3 separate regions of the Mus musculus genome follow, and regions 1 and 3 are each linked to region 2. Evidence: chromatin contacts called from public Hi-C and Micro-C data. All regions are on one chromosome and are shown on one strand. Each heading gives the region's core, a stretch centred on a gene start, on an enhancer-like site or on the middle of the called end of the contact. The rest is flanking DNA. Distances are from core to core; before and after follow the strand shown.

Region 1 (4,337 bases), core at 911-3,410, about 16 Mb before region 2:
GGAGTCTTTGCAGCCAGATCCTTCAGGAAAAGCAATGCGAAGAGAAGTAGCATTGGGTCAGGCCTCACCGCATGCCCCAGAGTCGCGATGGATTCTCGCTTCTAGAGCCTTTAGGCCCGCGGGTCCCTGGCCACGGGGCTTCTGCCAGCGCCGTATTTGCTGGTCTTGTCCTCTCTCTTTCTCTCTCTTTTTTTATTTTGTGTATCTCATTTTTACACTGGATTCTAAGTGTGATGAGTGGGCAGCTCAGATGTCGCACTCACTGTCGCTGGATGTGATGGAGATGGCCGAAGTGGCCGCCTTGCTCGACAGACTGGCAGCCGGGCTGGAGGCGACGCCCAACACCTCAGGCGTTCCCTCACCCTCCGAGCGTAGCACCCGCCCGGGGCCCTGCGACAGAACCTGCTGCTGGAGTCTGGAGGGTTGGGGAGAAAGGGACACTGGTCACAGCAAGAAATCAAGCCGCCACATTGTACCCCTTTTCTCCGACCCGTCTACCTCCAGCTCCTTGTTAAGACTCTTATTCAGACCTTGACAAGCTGGGGAAGGTGAAGTGACCGGGTTTGGACCGATGCACCACAGCTCTTTCGCGGAATCCTGCCGTTGCCCCTCTCTGTCTGTCTGTATGTCTGTCTCCTTGTTTCTCAGCTCACTATGAATTCCGCCTTAGCCTCCCCAGATCTTTCTCATTTGTCACCCAAATGTTGGGAGATTTACTGGAGGATTGTCAGAAATCCTCCAGCGCAAAGCGGGACAGATAAGGCTTCAGGATACGAGATTCCTTTTCTAATACTACATCTCCCTATGGGTCATGCCTGAGGCTAGAGGATGCTTGAAGAGTTTGGGCCTGAGTTGCAAGCTCCAAAAGCTGGCGAATGAAAAGCATAGGCCGACTAGCTTGCTGGGTGGAGACAGGATAGTTGTCATGAGGAAACACGTCTTTCTGCCTCTTAGAATCTGAGACTCTCTGAAAACTGAAACCTTTTTCAGAGCATCAGGGAAGGATGCAGCCGGGATTTAAAAATAGAGCTAACTAAATAGGCTTCACTTGATGAGAGCCTGGGTCCATGCTAGTAAAAATTAGCTTTGGGCCTCTGGATTTCTGATTGATCCTGGGCTTTTAATCTTTCTCCCTCCCTCCGCCCCCGTTTCCCTAACTACAGCGACATTTTAGTTTGGTGACCCACATCAGCTGCTGCAGTGACCCCCAAAACCCCAAGAACCAGGGGGGGGGGACGGTGGGGAACCAGGAGCCTGCATAGGAATCTAGAACACAGTGGGCTCATAAACCCAAGACAGACTGCATTCCCAGCTCCCTTTGAATTTGGGTCCCTGGACACCAGGTAAGGGCCAAGAATGCCTCCTCCCGCCCCATCCCGGTGTGCACCAAGCCTAGAGGCCTGCTGGTACTGACCTGTTTTTGGCTGCAGCTGCCCGGTCTCTTTGTCTGCGGTTTTTGAACCAGTTGCCCACCTGTGTGGGGGTCAGTCCGGTTGCCTGGGCGAGCTCTCGCTTTTTGCTGGGGTTGGGATATGGGTCCTGAAGGTACCACTCTCGAAGCAGGTGCCGCGTGCGCTCCTTGAAGCAGTGAGTCTTCTGTTCGCCATCCCAAATGGTCCGCGGCAGCGGGAACTTCTTCCTTACTCGGTACTTGTCTACTGGCCCTAGGGGCCGTCCACGCAGCTTCTCTGCCTCCTGGTAATGCGCTTCGAGCCACAGCGCCTGCAGCTTGGCGTGCGATTCCTTAGTAAACTTATGATTTTCCAGGATATGATAAAGCTCGCGGTAGTTGCCACCGTGGAAAGCCACGATGGCTCTCGCTCGCAGCACCGACTCATTCTTGTTAAGGGCTTCACAAGCTGCTGGGGCCACGGGCAGCGACCATAGGAAGCGACCTAGGCGCTCCACGTCGCCGCTTTCCTCCAGGGTCTCACATACCCCGGCTACTTGCTGGGGGCTGAAATTCAAAATGGGCAGCTGGAACATCGAGGCTGCGCGGGCGCCCCGGGTGGGACACGCAGCAGATGCCCGCGGGCCGAGCGGGGTGCGGCTGGGGGTTACAGAGTCGGGGGGAGCCTTCCCGCCTGGAAGAGCTGTGGGTTGGGTTCGGCTGCGCTTGCTCAGCTAGGAAAAGCCAGCCAGCTAGACCGTGCCGCTACTGGGGTGGGCGGATTGGAGACGCGGGCGCCATGGAGACCCCCTGTCAGTCACTAGGCTGCTCTGCCAATCAAGGCTGCGACTAGAGCGCCCCGGTCGTTTCAGCACCTCCCCAGAATCGACAGCGCCCACGGTTTGCCGGGGAGACTGCTGAACCTGAAGAATGAAAAAAGAGGTAGGAGTGGCTGGAACGCACACGAAATCCGCAGCGTCTCACCCTCCGGGCTCCCCCTGTCCAGCCCCTCCCTCTTGTTTTCCCACCAGAGAGGTAGGATGCTGCAGGAATTCACTTTGGGAGCGATGCTATGCCGGGGTCGAAAGGACTCCAGAGGACAAAAGAGGACTGGGAGAAACAAACCCTTTGAGAAAGTTTAAACATAGGGAAGCGACAACCCCCCACCCCCGGGAAGAGCATGCACCAAAGGGACAGGGAGGGGAAGTGGATCCTCTCATTTTTTTTTTCCCCAGGCACCCATTCCTGCCTGTCTGCCGCTTACCATTTCCAGCTGCATAGGAAGCAAGCCGGGAACAGAAGGAACAGAACCACAGATCTGTAGTAGAGGTCAGTTTGGACTCTAACTTTGCTCCCTTCAAAGGTCCCTGGAACTGTTTTATATGGCGGCAAGGACACACAGACACACACAGACACACACAGACACACACACACACACACACACCATTTGACAACTAGGTGCTAATCACGGAGTCTAACTCCAAGAAATGCAAGCTGTAGGGGCTTCTGACTAAATAAAGTTATCCTTCATAGACCCCCTCTCTCCAGTTCAGTGGACTTGAACAAATGGGCAGCAGCCACATCTAGAGTGAGAAGCCATTCTTAGGTCAAGACAGCAACTTAAAAGCCTACTTCAAAGATCCTTTAAAAACAGATTTGATTCTCTCATGGCAGGCTGATTTTGCCTCTGTCTAGAACTTACAACTCCTGGGGCGGACATAGAAACCGTGTGGTTTTTTTTTTTTTTTTTTTTTTTTTTTTTTTTTTTTTTTTTTTTTTTTTAGATCAGAAGTGCCAGCAAGATAAAGTGCAGGCTGCATCCCACAATGCCGTGCAGTTAAGGTGGCAAGGTAGATTGGTCAGAGCCACGGGTCACTGACCCCTCCTGCAGAGAGCATGGGCCTTTTTTGGCACTCTGCCTTCTGGCCAATAGATTGAATTGGCAACATTTATTGATTCCCAATTGACATCCACATCATACCGCTTTCTGGGGCTTCCGTCGAGGAAACCACGATCTCATGTAGCCATGGACGGGGCTTATTAGTTGGTAGAAAGGAAACACTGGGTATAGGTGCCCCCCCCCGCCCCCCCCCCAAAAAAAATCAGACGACAAGGTTCATCCCTGAATTGGACTGGGGCTAGCTGTCTTTTCTTTAGTATCAAGTACACGTTGTATGCGGCTTGTACAGATTGAGTAAATCAGAAGGCAGATAGATAGCACAGATGGTTGGATGTGTCGGGTCAGATCACACCACGCCTGAGTGCAGGGTAAAGCTCGTTCTGACGGAAAACCCTGATATTATTTTCACAGATCTTCACAGTTCGCGGGGGGGGGGGGGGTAGCAGAGGGAAAGGGGTGGGGGGTGGGGGGGAAACCCTGCAACCATTCCTATCATTTCTGTGAGATTGCCAGACGCCTCATCCGAGTTGCTTTTTTCTGAAGCGTTCATTTTTCTTGAAGTGCTACAGGATAGGGGCAAAATAAGGATGATAAGGTAGTGAGAAAACACAAACCTTCTCTGCCTGGGCGCAACTTCTAAATTAGCCCCAGGGACACATTTTAGTGAGAAACGTGGCTTACAGTAGTCCTAGCCCTCTTGAGGGAGAGGGAGAATCTCTGGCAGAAAAAGGCCCGGGGCTTTGAGGGCAAAGCGGGGATCAAGCAGGACCTCGGGGAAACAAACAGTTTTCCTCTCTGGTCATGGAAGAAAAGCATACTCTAGCTCAGGTTTGCCGGCCTGGCCTTTTTCTCTTTTCGCACCTTGGCAGAATAGCTTCACCTCTATCCTGCATTCTTGGAAACCTGCTGAGATTCTATCCGATTTACAAGCGGCCTCCAGGGTCACCCCCAGCGCCTTAGCAAGTGCACAAAATTTAAAAGCCGCAGGTTGCGGGACAGGGGAGACACGGACTGAGTTTTTTCCCTTAACCTTTGTAAGCAAGTCGT
Region 2 (4,385 bases), core at 1,480-3,979:
AGAACCTAATGTCTTTTAAATTTTATCTTTAACAGTACAATAAAAAAGAAAACAAACTCAAGTCGCCCGGGAAAGCCGGACTGTATGGTACAGAACACTCCGAGATCTTTCTGAACAATCACAACAGACGTCCAGGACAGAGCAAGGTTCCGGCACAGAAAAGGAAAAAAACACTGCTGGAAACTTTGCAGGAAAGGGGCACGCAACCACTAGCGTTTCCTAGTTCCCGAGGACCCTAAGGAAAGCAGGAGGCTGGGGGGAACCAGAGACAGCAGCCGAATGGACAACAGCGAATCACCTAGCAATTGTCACCTCAACTACTGGGTTGATAATTAACGTCTGTTAAGGGAGGTGGGTGGGAGGTAAGGGGAGAGAGAGAGAGAGAGAGAGAGAGAGAGAGAGAGAGAGAGAGAGAGAGACCGAGACCTCCGTTTCCGAGGAAAATGAAGTGAAGCATAAGAATGAAACCAATTAGGTGACATTTGAACTTCCTGCCTGAGCAAATTTGCCCTGATTGCCAGAATCCGAGAATAATAATACAATTTCCAGAGTGTGCGGGGACTCGTAGCTGCGGCATCTGACTCGTGAGCAAGCTGCCGACAGTGGCTACCTACAACCCGCAGCCCCAAGCCTGCTAGGGCCTCCTCTTGTGCTCCCCAAATCGCCAGGCTGCGCTCTCCAAACAGTCTAGCCCGGCTGAGGCTGAGTGCGCGAGAGGCGGGGGAGGGTGGAAAATGCGAACCATGTGTTTGGGGGGGGGGGTATGTTATGGGTCTGGTAGTTTGAGATGAGGCTGGAGACTGTGTGTGGCAAGGAAACAGAGGGGCAAGAGTTTCAAGTTAATGAGATCAGGACACCCCCTGGGAAGACTCCTTAGGTTTCCAAAAGAAAAGAGCCACAGGTGGTGGGATAGACACTCGCTAGAGGCCGAAGGTACTGGGGTTCCCGAACGCGTGCAGGAACCCACTCCGCTCTGCACACTGCCTCTGAGCTCCTTACCTTGGTCGGTGATGGAGCGGATGCCCAGAATGTCCGTGACGGAGTGAGAGGAGGGCCAGGTGCGCGGCAAGGCCACCGATCCGGGGATGGCCGGCACCCCAGGTGGTGTAGGCACCTTAGCTGCTGCCGCCGTGATGGGACTGGGATATGAGTAAATGTGGTTGTAGGGCAGCGCGGGCTGCGGCGCGGGCTGGTGCTGCTTGTATGAGTCGTAATGACCCTGCTGGGCCAAGTTGCCGATCTTGTTGCGCAGAATACGGCTGATGGAACTCACCGAGGGCACGTTGTACTTGTCGCACACGCCATCCGCCAGCAGGCGGTCCCGGATCTCCCAAGCGAAGATGCCTGGGTCCCTCTGCTTGTAAGTCCGGATGTGTTTCACCACAGTAGGGGTGGTGACCCGGGGCTTGCTCCCCCCAATAGCTCCCGGCAAAATCGAACCGGTCTCGTTGTAGCGCGCCAGGATCTTGCTGACGCAGCCGTGCGAGACCCGTAGCTGGCGGCTGATGTCACAAGGTCGGATGCCCAGTTGGGCTAATTCCACGATGCGAAGCCGAATGGCGTTGGGCAGCGGCCTTCCGTTCACGAACACTCCTCCCAGCTGGTTCACCTCCCCGAAGGCTGGCTCTGCAAAAGGAGCACAGAGCGCGCCACAACGCGCACCAACTGCTTGGGACAGCCGCCTGCCACTCGGCCTCCAAGAGCGTCCAGGGGCAGGGTTATGACACCCTTCTATAAGGACTGGGGTTGCCCCGAAACCAGACTGTTCCGGCCTGAGCCAAACGTCTCAAAACAAGCTGCGGCCAGACCTCGCTCCTACTTTGCGATTCCCAACAACAAACAAGAAGAGAGACCCAGGGCAACTCCGGACACTTAAAACTCTCCGAAGCAGGCGGGGAAATCGGTTCTGAGGCTCCAGCGCGCCCCTCTTTGCCTGCCTGGTACCAAAACACTCGGCCCTTGCTCCCTTCCACCGCCTTACCCCTCCCTTCTGCGGGGTTAGACGCAGTCCAGAGAAAGCTGGGGGGGGGGTGTTTTTGTTCTGTTTTGCTTGCAAGTGTAAACACGTGTGCAACAAAACTTGGATTGACACTGGAGCTGCGAGATTCGCCAATGCCACGGCCCTCTTCCCTTAAATCGCAAAATGGCATCAATTGTCACCCAGTGGCTCTCACAGAACCCTTTCCGCCACTGACCCTTGGAGGGTGCTTACAGCTCGACGGACGCAGTCTGAGTCAATACAGCGCGGTGGCGCGCCTCAGCTCCCTCCCTCTAGCCCTCGCCTGCTCGCTCCCTCCCTCCTCGGATCTGACAACGTCCCCCATCAGCCACTCACCCATTGCTCTGAGCAGTACACCAACCCGGCCCCAGTTCCGCACTCCCAGAAAGAAACTTTTTTCTTGTTCTCACTGAGCCGGCCTGTCGCTGCTCCAAGCCGAGGGTGCCTTGGCTTCTTCCCGGGAGGAGGCGACAAGAGTGCCAAAGGAAAGAGTAAAAGGAAGTCTGTGCCGGGCTGAAAGAGGCTTGAGTTCTGCATTTCAATCTAAGCAGCAACGTGGGCTGGGCTGAGCAGGGCCGGGCGGCTCAGTCTATCACTCACTTGTGACACACCCCAAAAGAGGTGGGCCCGCGAGCAATCTGCGTTGTAATTGGTGCAGGCCGGTGAGTGACAGCTCAGTCCGGGAAACTCCTTCCGCCGTCTGTTTCTGGCTGGCTCCGCACCTGGGTGACTAAATACAATGAATAAGAGTGTTTGACGTCTTCCCAGGGGCGCCGCAAACAGAGTGCAAAATCAAGCTGATAAAAATGCTGAATAAGCGAACAGAAGCTTTGGTCTCGGTTTGAATAACTTTAAGTGGGTAGAGACCGAGGACACCTTTTGGGGAAGAGATGAATTTGTCAAATTAAAGTTGGAGGTTAGAGCTCTCAGAGAACAAGTGGCACGACCCTTAAGGGATGACTGAGAACTACCTGTCATGCTGACCTTTGGGGACTGTCAGAATCTTGTCCACAAATTCTATCTCCTTCCAGTTCACTCAGGATGGGGAGAAGTCGAGTGGAGGAGGCGCTTGAGGTGTAAGGACAAGAGACTCCTTCCCGTACCCCGCCCGAAGTGGTTAGTCCAGCAGTGAGGGGCTAAACCTCAGTCAAGCAGGATCCTAGCAGAGGCCAGGTGCAGTGAGGAAAAAAAAATTAAAAAACCAGACTAAAGAGGAGCACAGGACGTCCACGGGGAAGGAGGGTTGATCCCCGGAGCGCTGGTGGCAGTGGCCACGTCCATCCCATCCCACCCCCTTGCATCACTCACCCAGGGTCCTGGTTTCCGTGTGTAAGAATTTGCCAGGGTTCTCAACACCATAGAGCCACCTTGAAAGGTTTGATTTTAAATATGAAAGTCAGCCCCAAGGAGGTACCCGCTGACACTGCCTCTGAGCATCTGTATGTAATTCCCCGCGACTTCAGCTTAGCTACCACAGATGCTGTGTGGTTCTGCCTACCTGGGGATTTTTCACTTTCATTCACCCAAATCCGAAACGGATAGAAGAGTTTGGGACAGAGAAATGCATTTCTTTATGGAGACAAGGTTGTGACGTATGTGGACGAAATAAGGAAGAGAAGCATTGTGAATGGATTCGGGTATTTGTGTGACACCGGAAAGTGGATGATATTACTTCGTCTCCATCACAACAGCCCTCTCTTTAACACATATCCAGGATGTAGGTGATGCGCGCACTCTCCCGAAGGTTCTGCACACAAAGAAATCAGAGGAATCCCGATGTTCACCAGTAAATGACAAGAGCCCAGGACGTCTAGTAATCAGTCTTGGAGCTGACCATTGATCTCCAGGCATCTGCTTCTGTGGTGGGTGTGCACCCTGAATTCAAGTTACAATCAAGTTAAGGATTGAAAGATTACTTCAAATGTCTTTTATTGCAGTCAGGTATTTCCACAATGAGGCTTCACAAATAGAAATACTTGAACATAGCCCCCCCCCCCCTTTATTTGTTGGTTTCAGATGTTCAAAGTCATTTCAAGGCTCGACTTTGTGGTTTCATCCTTGTCTCCGCTCAATACTTGTATTGCGTAGTCAGGTGCTTTATAACAAGGAAAGCCAAGATTTCAGAAGCACCCCCAGCCCCATGCTATAGTATAAATTACTTGCAACTCAGAGACTGAGTGGAGATCAGAACTTCGCCTGAGACTTGCTCACAGAAGATACTGTGCTCTGCTCCGTGATGAGGAACCTTCATCCTCACGGGCAAGAAGTGTTCTCTGAGTGTGCTCTTTGCTCTACTTCCGTGCACCCACTGAGTATTTCACACCCTTCTGAACTGGTGTACAGAGATAGTGCCCCAGCCCGTGTGGACTAGCAAGATGTGGTGTCC
Region 3 (4,437 bases), core at 1,466-3,965, about 16 Mb before region 2:
ATTTTGGGAAACCTTATATATCCAAGCCAATAATTATCATTTATAACAATTGGTTCCCTTAACCGAGGGATCCAAATAGCAGAGAGGCTCCTTGGTACAAAGCACATAGCACTTCTTTCTCCCTTTTAGTTAAGCGATCTATTGGAATAAATGGAATAAGGGGGAGGGGGCAGGGGAATACTGGTGTGTCCAACCCCTTCCCCACCCACCCCCCCTGAGGAAAAACATTTTCTCATTTACCTCATTGCTAGTTTTCATATCAGCCGCTCCACTCCTCTTCCCACGTGTCACCAGTGTCTGGTACAGTCCTGACTCCTTTTGAACGGAGATGAAACATAGGGGGCTCTGGAGGATGCCCTGAAATGGTGGTCATACTATTGCTCTTCCTTCCGTTATCCTCTGTAAATGTATACCCGTCCTTATCTGTGAGTTATACCTCCTGTCTCTACGAAGACAGTTAATTACAAATTATCTGCTGTACTCAACTGACGGCTTTGCCTTTTAAGAGATGTGGTTGTGCTTATAACCCTCTTCCCATTTTAATTGTGCACACTTGTTCCAGACTTTAGGGTACTGATTTTGAGAGCCCGTATAAGTCCCCATTCTGGTCCTCACACAGCTGCCATGTCAATAAGGACTGTTCCAAGCAGAGACATTCCTCTTGGCAGGACACTACAGTTCCCCAAGACTTCAACTGAAACGTCATGAGCACTAAAATAAGACAGCGAGGGAAAATTACCAGGCACACAGCCTTGGGCTCAGCAGTGCCAGGCTTCCAGTTTAGAAAGTAAGTCATCAGGCATACCATGTGGCAGGAGCTCTTTTGAAATGATAAATACCATTAAATGCATTTTATATATTTAAAAAAAAAACCCAAGCCTAAATGTAATGACATATCAGCATCTGCTTCCAAGGTTTAATTGCTCAGGGTAGACGGAGTTTCAAGGAAGCAGAAAGCCTTGTGTGGGAGCTCATCAGAGAAGAGGTTTTCTGGCTACTTACAATCTCTCCAGGGAAACAGCCCTGAGGTGGGAACCCTTTATGATGTTGAAAGGCATGTAGCAGGGTGCACTGAACTGGGTGCATTTTTTAAAAAAACATCTAAATAATACAAAGGGAATCCCTTCTCTCACTTGGATCTCAAAATGCAAAGAGTTCTTTGGCTGATGGAATCAAACCACGGCAAGGAGACAAGCTAGTTTGAAGAGCCCAGTGTTTGCTCCCTGCCACTCCCTAAGAGGGCACACCGGAATCAAAAGCATTTTTGAAGTGTACTTAAAATTCTGTTTTCAACTTATCTAATCAGAGATAAGTATAGTCATAAAGTCACTCTCCCTCCACCTTCCCTTATCTCCACCCATTGTTCTTATCTCTTGCTTGACTTAGCCACTGACAATAGATTATCTTTGTTTAGAGAGGCTAATTGTTTTTGAAATCTTTTTAATAATTGCTTTGGAACAAGGTGTGCAAATGAGGCTTAAGTTAATTACAGCTTCATTTGTCTGTGCAGTTTTACTAAGCATTCTCCCCACAGAAACAAAATAGCAGATGATGGAACTTAAATTGCAGGACACATCTCATTGGCTGGCAGTAAAATAGGCCAGCATTGCAAACACACACACACACACACACACACACACACACACACACACTTTATTTAATCTTCTTGGAGCCACTGTGGTTCTAGCTTAGAGGGCAGTGTCCCTCTCAGAGCAGGGCAAGGATTATGTTACAACCAGACAGTTATTGGAGCTGGGCGCAGTTTTATTTAATTTACACCCCATTCAGCGCCTTTTGCATGAGGTTCCCCAATTTTTTTTTTTTTTTTTGCTAATGGCAAGTAAAGCTTTTCAGCATCCATCGGTAGCAGGGGTTGCTTTGAAAAAACGCAACCGTACAACTGGGGAAACTGAGTCCAGAAGTCTATGGACAGCAAGATTCTAAATTGCAGATGAAGCCCTGGTGTCTCTATGCTACAGTGCCAGGGTCAACCCTTCTGATCCCTCTTCTAGAGGCACTTTGAGAATGAGGGGAATGTTGCCCAGATCAGAGTCCTTGAGACCTTTAGGAGGTGTTAGGAGTTAGGAAGAGAAAGGGTGTAGGAGTTGGGGGGTGGGGGTGGGGGTGGGGGTGGGGGGCTAGGTTTGTCTTCACCTCCAGGAACCAAACCTGGAAGAAGCCACTTTCAGAGTGCTTGCAGCACAGAACCCTAGTCTCCTTTTGTATTATTTATCTCATTCCATAAGCTATTCATCAATCCATTATTTATTCATCTTAACATTAAGGTAATTAAATATGAGCTCACCGGGAAAAGCCAAGACTGCAAGAGACAGGGCTAAGAATATGGAGAAGAGGGTCATTAGAACGTCTGCAGCCATTGATTTGTGCTGCGTGAGGCTCCCCTTAGGTGACACCAAAGAGGGCGCCGCTTCGCAAGGTCCTGACTTGGTCACCACCCTTTTCAGCACCCCAGTTCCCTCCTCCCGACCCCACCTCACTTCCCACCTCTCCGGGTCCTTCTCCTCCCACCACTTCTTATCCTAGGCAGCACTCGGTAGCTTCGCCCTCCCCACGCGGGGCGGCAGGGTGGCGCGGCTTTGCTGCCGGGCCGGGCGGCGCGCAGGCTGGCCAGCTTCGGATAGGCGCCGCTCGCAGCCAATCAGCGTGTCGGGGACGCTGCGCGCTTTAAGGCCGCTGCGGGGAGAACAGAAACCAAGTTCCCCGGCAACCAGCAGCATCCACCCGGCGGCAGGCGGGAGCCAGCGAGGCCCAGAAGGCTGTAGAGAACGCCAGCCACTCGGAGTCTAGCTCACCCCTACTTCTCTTCGTCTTCCTTGGCCTCCCACCCGCCGAGGTTCGACTGGTCTCTTCGCCCGCGCCAAGGCTAGGGAGGGGGTTAGGAGCAGCCGCGCCCCCCTCCCCGCGGCAGCCGCCCCCTGCTCTCCCAGCTCTGCTCACTGCCGCGTGCGCCCGGGCCCGTGCGCCCCGGCAGCGCCAGCCATGTCGATGCTGCCGTCGTTTGGTTTTACGCAAGAGCAAGTGGCGTGCGTGTGCGAAGTTCTGCAGCAAGGAGGGAACCTGGAACGCCTGGGCAGGTTCTTGTGGTCGTTGCCCGCCTGCGATCACCTGCACAAGAACGAGAGCGTGCTCAAGGCCAAGGCGGTGGTCGCCTTCCACCGCGGCAACTTCCGCGAGCTCTACAAGATACTGGAGAGCCACCAGTTCTCGCCTCACAATCACCCCAAACTGCAGCAGCTGTGGCTGAAAGCGCACTACGTGGAGGCCGAGAAACTTCGCGGCCGACCCCTGGGTGCCGTGGGCAAATATCGGGTGCGCCGAAAATTCCCGTTGCCGCGGACCATCTGGGACGGCGAGGAGACCAGCTACTGCTTTAAGGAGAAGTCTCGGGGCGTGCTGCGGGAGTGGTACGCGCACAACCCCTACCCCTCACCGAGGGAGAAACGGGAGCTGGCCGAGGCCACCGGCCTCACCACCACCCAGGTCAGCAACTGGTTTAAGAACCGGAGGCAAAGAGACCGGGCCGCCGAGGCCAAGGAAAGGTACGCGGCGTGCTTGCCCAGGCTCGGGTGACCCCGGGAAGTTTCACCCTTCGCTCCCTTCTGCCCCCCGCAGGCGTCGCCACCAGCTTCCTACCCGCCGCCACCCGGCAGAGGTCCGTGGGGCGGCACCCCGGCCTCGGCGACGCTGCTGTGAAGGTTCATGAACTCTTGAGGTTGCCTGTTAGGGACTGGGTCGCGTTTGCGTGGAGCACTCGCGCGTGGGTTTCTTTGGTGAGGGAAAGTGTGGGGAACGGTCGGCGTTGGGTTTGTTTCATGCCCTCCGGGCTGGCTCCGGCGAAGAGAAGGGATGGCCAGGGAGTTTGTAGATCAGAGGAAACGGGGGTATTGCTTGGTATCGCGAGGGAAGCTGTTCGGTACGGCGGAAGGTCTCGAACCTCCGCTCTTTCGCTCCGTCTTGAAGCTGGTCTGAGTCGAACGCTCGGCCCCCAGTACCTCCCGGCTCTCTGCTCATTCTCTCCGGCTAGTCTATGGAGGAGAGTTCTGCTTCATTTCGCGCTAGTTGGACAAAGGGAGGAGTCTTGTAAAAAGAAATACCCTGGAAAGGGGACACTGGGGGTGTCGCTGCTGGGTGTCCTATCAGAGGCCCCAAGCCGGGAGAAGACTGCCGCCTGCCGCGCTCCCTCATGCTTGGCCGGGTTGCTTTCGCTGGCCCCGCCGCCGCCGCTGCGGGCGAGGAGAAGGGCTCCAGTCGCTGGCTTCCCCCTCCCGGGAGCACGGAAGCAAAGCTTTAAAAAAAGAAAAGAAAAGAAAGAAAGAAAAAGAAAGAAAGGGGAAAAGTCTCCCTTCTCCCCTCCTCTCCTCTCGCAGACGCGGCGGTTCCTCGGCCCGGGAGGTTCGTAGCGGAGCTTCTGGCCGA

The links. A called contact is a pair of places that touch in the nucleus more often than the background predicts.
Region 1: a contact with region 2 is called in a Hi-C map of cerebellum, with 8 times the contacts expected there. The contact joins the promoter of Six6 here to the promoter of Pax9 in region 2. A contact is called at or near these places in 2 of 39 promoter capture datasets (cranial neural crest and maxillary cranial neural crest) and 1 of 484 Hi-C or Micro-C datasets (cerebellum).
Region 3: a Micro-C map of embryonic stem cells shows a contact between it and region 2, with 35 times the contacts expected there. The contact joins the promoter of Six1 here to the promoter of Pax9 in region 2. A contact is called at or near these places in 1 of 39 promoter capture datasets (cranial neural crest) and 3 of 484 Hi-C or Micro-C datasets (embryonic stem cells and epiblasts).

Annotation. Positions count from the first base shown.
Region 1 is chr12:72,937,705-72,942,041 of GRCm38.p6, reverse strand. It overlaps Six6 (sine oculis-related homeobox 6), which reads right to left and starts at 2,160. Exons shown (of 2, transcript NM_011384.5): 1 at 1,415-2,160; 2 at 1-415. The coding sequence starts at 1,986. The coding sequence ends at 247.
Region 2 is chr12:56,693,815-56,698,199 of GRCm38.p6, reverse strand. It overlaps Pax9 (paired box 9), which reads right to left and starts at 2,729. Exons shown (of 4, transcript NM_011041.3): 1 at 2,336-2,729; 2 at 1,000-1,626. The coding sequence starts at 2,339. Gm15524 (a long non-coding RNA gene) reads left to right here and starts at 3,433. Exons shown (of 3, transcript XR_003950120.1): 1 at 3,433-4,385.
Region 3 is chr12:73,044,990-73,049,426 of GRCm38.p6, reverse strand. It overlaps Six1 (sine oculis-related homeobox 1), which reads left to right and starts at 2,715. Exons shown (of 2, transcript NM_009189.3): 1 at 2,715-3,560. The coding sequence starts at 3,001. Gm51264 (predicted gene, 51264) reads right to left here and starts at 3,542; the gene lies at 3,479-3,542.